2 separate regions of the Rattus norvegicus genome follow, and region 2 is linked to region 1. Evidence: chromatin contacts called from public Hi-C data. All regions are on one chromosome and are shown on one strand. The core of a region is the stretch at or near the end of the contact, and the rest is flanking DNA. Distances in the headings are between cores, read along the strand shown.

The links. A called contact is a pair of places that touch in the nucleus more often than the background predicts.
Region 2: a Hi-C map of hepatocytes shows a contact between it and region 1, with 1.6 times the contacts expected there. The contact joins the promoter of Id3 here to the promoter of Gale in region 1. A contact is called at or near these places in 2 of 12 Hi-C or Micro-C datasets (the A7r5 cell line and hepatocytes).

The regions. Positions count from the first base shown.
Region 1 is chr5:153,474,635-153,478,728 of GRCr8, forward strand. It overlaps Gale (UDP-galactose-4-epimerase), which reads left to right and starts at 2,786. Exons shown (of 11, transcript NM_080783.2): 1 at 2,786-2,812. It overlaps Hmgcl (3-hydroxy-3-methylglutaryl-CoA lyase), which reads left to right. Exons shown (of 9, transcript NM_024386.2): 9 at 417-915. The coding sequence ends at 518.
Region 2 is chr5:153,654,553-153,658,919 of GRCr8, forward strand. Id3 (inhibitor of DNA binding 3) reads left to right here and starts at 1,739. Exons shown (of 3, transcript NM_013058.2): 1 at 1,739-2,075; 2 at 2,191-2,273; 3 at 2,787-3,308. The coding sequence starts at 1,776. The coding sequence ends at 2,250.

The DNA.
Region 1 (4,094 bases), core at 1,536-4,035:
GCATCAGAGGAAGCCATGTAGCGTGCTTGGTCCTTGTTACCAGCAGATGGGAGTCACTGTTACAGTGGAATTGGGGTGAGGGAGTGGTCTAGAAGGAGAGCCCTTGTCTAGTCCTAGCCATTGTCTGGGGACAGTCTCAGCACAGGGAAAAAGAGACCTAAAAGCAAACAAATGATCCTCACAGTTCCTACGGGGTAAGCCCTGTGCTGAACCCTGAACATGGAGACAGGACAACACCAATAAGGTCCCACGAATGGCCTGCTGGTGCCAGCTGGAGACAGCCTCAGACAGTGGTCACCACTGTTGCAGGAGGAGCCTGCTTACTTCCCTTTTCAATGTCACAGCTGTCTAGTCTGTTCGCCTGGGTGCTGAGGGCATGCCCTGACTTACTTTATCCTCTAACTTACTTCTTCAAGGGTGTGAACCTCCAGAAGCTCCTAGAAGCCGGGGACTTCATCTGTCAAGCCCTGAACAGAAAAACCAGTTCCAAAGTGGCACAGGCCACCTGCAAACTCTGAGCCCCTTGTTCACCTAAACCGGAACTGTGGGAGTTGGGTGTACACAATGATTCCTGGATGGGGAAATGGAATGAAGGCAAATGAGCCGGCCTCACAGAGGTCCCTCTCCTACATAGAAGGGCTAGAGCTGCCAGCACGCCCGGACCAGCTCCCCAGAGCTGCGTGCCTAAGCACTGCTTGGGCTGGCCCTGGGTGAGTCCACTAGCCAGCAGAGCTGACATCCATGTGCCACGACCGCGGGTCCCATGTTCTACCTCTGAGGACAGCAGCGCCTTTGCTAAAATGGTGGGCTCAATCTGCTGCGGTGGCCGACTGCCAACTCCAGCGTCTCTGGGAAATCTCTGTACGTGATTCTTGAAAACAGCTTATGTAATTAAAGGTTTAATTTTCTAATATCCAACCATGCAAACGTGTGTTTGTTTATAAGTGGAGGAATAAAATCAATCTGAGGGAAGAGTGAAGGCTTTGGCTGGTTCATCTCTGGATTTCTTCCATCTCCACACCTGAGCCCCCAGACCAGTGACTGGAGATCAGAGCTGTGCGTCTGTTCCTGAGACCAACATGGTGGCTGGCCAGGACACCCAAGGAGCTGCTTCTGAGACTGTGTCTGTCCCCAGAGCAGTAAGACGGCTCTTATTGGTCTGTTACTATCTAAGGAAGCTAGACTGGCCAGTGAGCCATCGTCTCTGCTTCCAGAGTGCTAAGATAACAAACTTAGACAATGTGCAGCTTGAAATCATTTTTATTTTTTGAGGGTTTCTCTGGGTAGCCCTGGCTGTCCTGGAACTCTGAAATCCAGGCTTCCCTCAAACTCAGAGATCTGCCTGCCTCTGGCTCCTGAGTGCTGGGATTAAAGGCGTGTGCCAAACCAGCTTTAAAAATTAAGACTTATTTTTAATTATGTATACGCATGGATATGTATACATGTCTGTGTGTGCATATGCAAATACAGGGGATGAGGAGTCCAGAAGAGGGTGTGGGACCACCTGGCACTGTCCACAGCTGAGAGTCATGCAGGCTCGGTGCTGAGAACAGTGCTCAGGTCCGTAGCAAAAGGAGCACCAGCACCGGCTCTTAACTGTTCAGCCTTCTCCCCCACTTAAAACAAATTATATGCTGGAGGTGGGGAGTGGGGAGGACATCACTCGCCTTTAATCCCAGCATTCAGGAAGCAGAAGGCAGGTGGATTCCTGAGTTCAAGGCCAGACTGGTCTATAGAGGAGTTCCAGAACAGCCAGGGCTATACAGACAGACAGACACACACACACACATACCACCCCCATCCCTACCCCCCACCCCGTCTCAAAAAACCAAAGCTAAACCAAACCAATCAACCAAACCAAAGTGTGTGGATGCGGGAGAAAATCCCCACAGTTACAGGGGGTTATGAAGAGCAATAGTAAGTGACCTTAACTGATGGGCTAGCTGTCTTCTAGCCTCATCTTTCATTATTTATCTGTGGCTGGTCTCAAACCCACTGTGTAGAGCAGACTGACCTTGCAACTCACTGAAATCCGTCTGCTTCTGCTTCCCAAGTGCTGGGATTGAAGGCCTGTGCTACCAGGAAAGATTACTTTTTATTTACGTATTTGTGAGAGAATGGCAGGTATGTAAGGTATGTACCTTGAAGGTCAGAAGCGGGCATAGCGTCCCATGGAATGATAGGCGGTATGTGGGTGCTGGAAACAAGACTCTGCAGGAGAAAGGGCTCTGGGCCATCTTTCAGCCTCGCTTTGTATTTTAAACCCAGACCAAACTGTCTTGACAGTGGCGGGTGCGCACACACACCTTTGGGGGAGGGAGGTGGCGGCTCAGCGATGGGCATAGCAATCGCTACCGTGAATTTAAAGGTTCCTTCCCCATCCTGGTTTGTTCCCAGGTGGACTTGGATCCAGGTCGCAGCCCGGGCCAGCTATGCCTTCCAATTAGAGCAGCCCGACAAAGGATTTGACACGTACGGGGGAAACAATGGCCCAAAGTGGAGAGACGCAGCTGTCAGGGCTGGGGACTAGGAAGACCCCAGTCTTGACCGGGTTTCTCCTCCGCAGCCCGCCGGTCACCGGATGGGGTCCGTACCCCTCATTTCCGCCCTCAATGGAAACGCACTGCGCAGTCGCTTAAAGCCTGTGCAAGCCATTTGTCCCTCCAGGGCCGCCGTAGAGTGGGCAACCGAGTACACACGTTTCCTGGAGGGCGTGGAGGAGGCGGGGTCAGGCTGGGCTGTCAGGTCTTAAAGGAGCCGCTGCGCTGGTCGCGGGAGGCGGTGCCTGGAGTCTGCGCTGGATCCTCTGCAGGTTCGACTGGTAGAATGAAGGGCTTAGTGAGCTCGGAAGGGCCAGTGGTTGGTGGGGAGCGAGGGAGTTCCAGGAGGGTCGGTTCGTGTTCGGAACAGGGCCAGGCTCACCCCTTCTGCTCGTGTTTTCCATAGCCATAGTGGGGGCCACCCAAGCCCATTCATTCGGGGCCCCGCTTCCCGAGTCCCAGCTCAGAACCGAAGTCCAGAGCTAAGCTCCGCCTCGCCCGTGGTGTTGAAAGTCAGCACCCGCTCTCCTCCCTTGTACAGACCACGAAAACTGTGGAGGGGACTGCTGACCAAGGTCACCCCCTAGTCGGGAGCGGAGCGACCTCAGAGCAGCCTTTCTGCCTCCAGGGCCCCCTCAGCGCCCGCTTCACCGCGTCCTCGAGCAATGCGGGAACTGTAGAGACCGGGGATCTCACTCAGGCGGTTCTTACTGCTGTGTGACCCCAGACCAGTGACTGCATTCAGGCTCTGATCCTAGTACCAAATGCTAGCTAGTACCTGCCTCATCCAGATGTTGGGAAAATAACGCACAAGTGCGGGGTAGTGATTCCTGGACGCACTTGGATGCAGTGCAGTGGGTTGCAGCAGAATAACCTCAGCAGAAACTTGAGGCAGCTTGGAGAAAGACGGCAGCGAGCCAGGACGTGAGAATGAAAGGCCTCAGTGTGTGGATTTCCTTCCTGTCCGCCCAGCAGTTTGCTTAGGGTGGGGATGCACACCTGGCAGTGGAGTGCGAGGCCAAATCCACGTCGACACGACTCCGTGCTGCCCTAGTTGGGCGGGATCTGTTGCTTCAAGCCAGGAGTGACCCAGCTGAGCCAAAGCTGAGCTATTGGCTGCCCCAGGATGGGGTGAAGCCCTACCCACTCCAGGGCTGTTGGTACTGCAGCCTCAGAACTAGGCACAGCCTTCTTGGCTAAGGACCCCACCCTTGAAGCCGTTTGGTGTTTTTACTGCTTCCTCCCAACTGATCGTTCTCGGGACAGTTGTTGGAGACTAGGTATTAGTCATCAAACCCAGGGACCTTTTTCTCCTGGGAAAAGACCTTAGTTTACAGGGACAGGCCCCTTGGTTGAATCCTAGCCTCCCATCCTGAAGCCACGTTCTTCTGTCTGAGACTGCCCATTCTCCAGACATGGAGGCAGGAAGGGTGGGTCTTCAAAACTCCCTATGTCAACAGGAACTAGACAAGATGGTGTGTCTGACTCCTACGTATACAAGTGGCAGACCTTTAAATCGCTTCGTTGGGACTTCCTAATACATGGTGTGTGTGT
Region 2 (4,367 bases), core at 489-2,988, 180 kb after region 1:
CAGTCAATAGCAGAGCTGTCCGATTGAACCCAGGGCTCTGGTTCCCTAGACCGATGTCCTTCCAACTATTGGAACTGTCCCAGCTCAGAGGTCCCATTGTCCTGCTGATCAGTGCCACACACTACTGAACACTTAATTGTTTCCTGTGTTAATCTCGTCCCCAGACATTGTGAGATTCTTGAGAGCAGGGGCCTCTGTTTCATGGGAAGCAAACTCCATAAATATTTACCAGGCTGATTGATTAAGAAAGTAATCATGGCTGCGAAACCCCACCTGTTCTCTTCCAAGATGGAAACCAGGATTTTGGAACTGCAGAGGCTTCAGGGTCTGGGAAGCGGAGGCAGGCAAAGAATGGAGTGCACTGTCCTTTTGCAATATGGGGTTTGCCTGCCTGCTGGCTCCTCTCCTGCTCTCTCAGATGGTGACTGAGGCTACTTCAGCAGGACTAGGAATAATCATGTCCAGGTGGCTGCCCTTCCGAGCAGAAAGGGACAGACGTGGGGCGATGAAGTTGCTATCGTTTTTTTTTTTTTTTTTTGGTTTTTTTTTTTTTTTTCTGCACAGACTGCAAAGTGTGCAGAGGGAGGGAGGCTGTGCAAAAAAAAAAAAAAAAAAAAAAAAAAAAAAACCGAGGACGCAGAAGTTAGACTGCTGACCCATTTGGTGCATGTGTGCCCATGGAGGGAGGGGACCTTCTCAAAAGGGTTCACGCAGCAAGCATTCCTTCTAGTCCCCATATTTGAAAGCTTGTCCTAAATCCTAATCAAATTCACTTCCAAAGCACAACAGTTCCTTAAGGAGTTCATGGTGCAAAAGATCCATGCTTTTTCTTTCTCCATGGAAAACGATTGGATCCAGGCTGCTTTCTTCTCTCTTACCCCCTTTCCCCCTGTTGCTCAAATAAATAGTGTTCTTTGCTCAAACCTCCCCTTCCCTCCTCCTTCTGCAATCTCAGCGCCTAGCCCAAATCTGTTTTCTTCATTGTAACCTCAGCTTCACCGCAATTAATTTTTTCCCCCTCTGGTCACAAGATAATTCCTGACGCCAGTGAGTCTGGAGGTCAGACGAGCAGCAAATTGGGGAACAAGGCGGCACTAATTCCTTACAAGTTTCTCTTGAAAATTCTTGAGAGAGAGAGAGAGAGAGAGAGAGAGAGAGAGAGAGAGAGAGAGAGAGAGAGGGAGGAGAGCAGAGAGAGAGAGAGGAGAGAGGAGAGAGGAGAGAGGAGAGAGGAGAGAGGAGAGAGGAGAGAGGAGAGAGGAGAGAGAGAGAGAGAGAGAGAGAGAGAGAGAGAGAGAGAGAGAGAGAATTAGTTCTTTAGTCGTTCAAGGGATTTATGATCTCAGAGCTGTGGGTTCGAACCAGTATTGGACAGGGGGGAGGGGATCTTAAAGAACTTGGGCGCCTCCAGAAAAGGCAAGTTCTTAAAAGTTAATGGTTTTAAGTGATTTTTTTTTTTTTCAAATCTGTGCTGGCTCGAGAGCCCCGCCTCTCCTCGGTATCAGCTCTTCCTCATTCCGCGCATCCGAGGCTCAGCGGTCCTCGGCGTCCGACCAGCCAGAGGAAGCCTGTTAGCAATTTAAACCCACTGTGAACGCCCAGGGCCGGGGAGGCGGTGCCCAGGGCGGGCGGGGGTGGAGCCTTGGCGATCTGTTTTGAATAAGGGGGTGTGTCCTAGAGCGGATTCTATAAGAGCGGCCCGCTGCAAGCGTGCGCACAGTTTGCTGCTTTAGGTATCTTTTTCTGTTCTTAAACTTTGCTCTCCAACCTCCAACATGAAGGCGCTGAGCCCGGTGCGCGGCTGCTACGAGGCGGTGTGCTGCCTGTCGGAACGTAGCCTAGCCATTGCGCGAGGCCGGGGTAAGAGCCCGTCGGCGGAGGAGCCGCTTAGCCTCTTGGACGACATGAACCACTGCTACTCGCGCCTGCGGGAACTGGTGCCGGGAGTCCCGCGGGGCACTCAGCTTAGCCAGGTGGAAATCCTGCAGCGTGTCATAGACTACATCCTCGACCTTCAAGTGGTTCTGGCAGAGCCCGCGCCTGGACCCCCGGATGGTCCGCATCTCCCGATCCAGGTACGAGAGGGAGCTAGACCAGGCTCATCTGAACGTGCGGGCTGGGATGCTGCGGGTCTTCCCCACCGCGTCCTCGAGTACCTTGGCTAACTCGTCTCTTATCCTTCTTTCACAGACAGCTGAGCTCACTCCGGAACTTGTGATCTCCAAGGACAAGAGGAGTTTTTGCCACTGACCCGGTCGTCCTGGCACCTCCCGGTAAGTTCTCCTGACGGGGAGCGGAGGAGGAGGGAGGCTTGCATGGGAAATCCTGCCTTTGACAGAACATTGTAAGGCTTAGGGTTCAATCAGTTTAGGGAAAGCCTAGCCACTGAGAGGCAAAAGACTTATGCATGATCACTTAGAATAAACGATAATAAACGACAGAACCAATGTCAATATCACGTGCACTCCTAAGGCACGCTGTCTCTGCTCATCCCGGGTGGCCAGAGCCTAGGGCAAGTGGGCCGGCGTCGCGCCAAATGAACCTTTCAGTAAAGGCTCATAGGCCCCCCTTCCCACTAGTGTTATTTCCAAGCGGGAGGGGGAGTGGTGACTCCGCCTGTGGTCCTTTGGCGCCAACTGGGTGGAGGCAATGTGGGGCGCGGAGTTATCAGCTGGAGGTAGAGACCGAGTTTCCTCCCTGGCGCCGGCCAGTCTGCGGCATCCTCCGCCTGGGCGCGCTCGGCGGAAACTGATGGCTCCCTCGCTCTTCTCTCCTCCCCCGCCCAGAACGCAGGTGCTGGCGCCCGTTCCGCTTGGGACCCTGGGACTCTGGGACCCTCTCTCCAGCCGGAAGCCTGAGGGGCATGGATGAGCTTCGATCTTGCCACAGCCCTCTTCATTTACCCTGAACTCATGCCTCGAGGCTGGACCTGGAGCCCGAGAGCGAAGGACTGAACTTGGGTGGCCTGAAGAGCTAGCTAGCACTCGCTGGTCAGCAGCTGGGCAACGTCACTCTGTCCCCACCCTGACTCAAGTCTTAAAAAGACTGGCTTTTTTCCGAAAATGGGGTGTCGAGAAGGGTGTGGGGGGTACACGAGTGGCTGCCCTGCACACACTGCCAAGGCAGCATAAGAGCTGGTCTTCTGGTTTCCTTGGAGAAAAGCTCTGTTGCCCTGATTATGAACTCTATAATAGAGTATATAGCTTTTGTACCTTTTTTTTACAGGAAGGTGACTTTCTGTAACCATGTGATGTATATTAAACTTTTTATAAAAGTTAACATTTTGCATAATAAACAATTTTTGAACACTTTGTGTATGATGTCTTACGCCATCTCCTAGGAGCTTGGGACGAGCAGATTTTTGCATACCCTTTTTAGGGGTGAAAGTTCCCAGGTGAAGCTGTGAGGGGGTCGTAGGGGGTGGCTTGGTAGGAAGGGCTCGAAGTAGGAATCCCCAAATACATTGGAGGTTGAAAGTAAGGATCTGTGATCCTACTCTAAATTACAGAAGCCTCTACTACAAGTCAACAACTTTGAGTTTGAGTTTTTTTTTTTCCCCAGTCCCTTGAACTCTGCAGCAGCGCTTAGATGCTGCAAGTTACTAGGCATATCTTCCCAGCTCCACGGTGTCAAGTATGGGGATGAACCATTTCGTATGTGAATAAACTTGGTAGGCCTGCTTCCACTTCATGCTTCCTGGTCTGGCTTACCCCCAGCCTTCAAAACTTGGAAAAAGAAACACTGGGGTCAGAGCTATAGAAGTATACTTAAATTTCAGCATTTGTGAGGCAGAGGCACATGGATGGAGGACTGGGCTATACATAGTGAGTTCCAGGATGGCCAGAGCCACATCGTAAGACCCTGCATAGGAAAACCAAAGCATCCAGGGTCTGCAGCCACTTCTTAGGGATGCAAGTATCTGGGAAACAATAAGTTCTCTTATTGTTCAGTAAACTTTGACCCGGGATTTTAAGAATAGTTAGTATTGTGGTTGGCAGGAGTAGGACCTTTGGCCATTTGGGGGGGTGGTCAGGCCTGGAAGTTAGGCAAAGGCAAGGAGGGTTGATACCCATGCCCTATCTACCCACCCCCAACGTGGTCTACCCAGGTGGGCTGCATCAGACCCCCATCCTCACTGAATTCCTGTTTATATGATCTCATCTGTGTCGGCCTTGGCATGTGTTACTTCTAATTTCATAACATTTCATTACCCTTTGCATTAACCCTAGTGAGTTTTCTGGGTTGAAACTGGGGGGTGGGGGTGGGGAGCCACCCCTTTGCCAGTTGTCCTTCCAGTCTGATTAACAGTTTTTAACCTGTTCTGGGACCGACTTGCTTTCCTCTGATGAGCAGATGGGAGATATGAG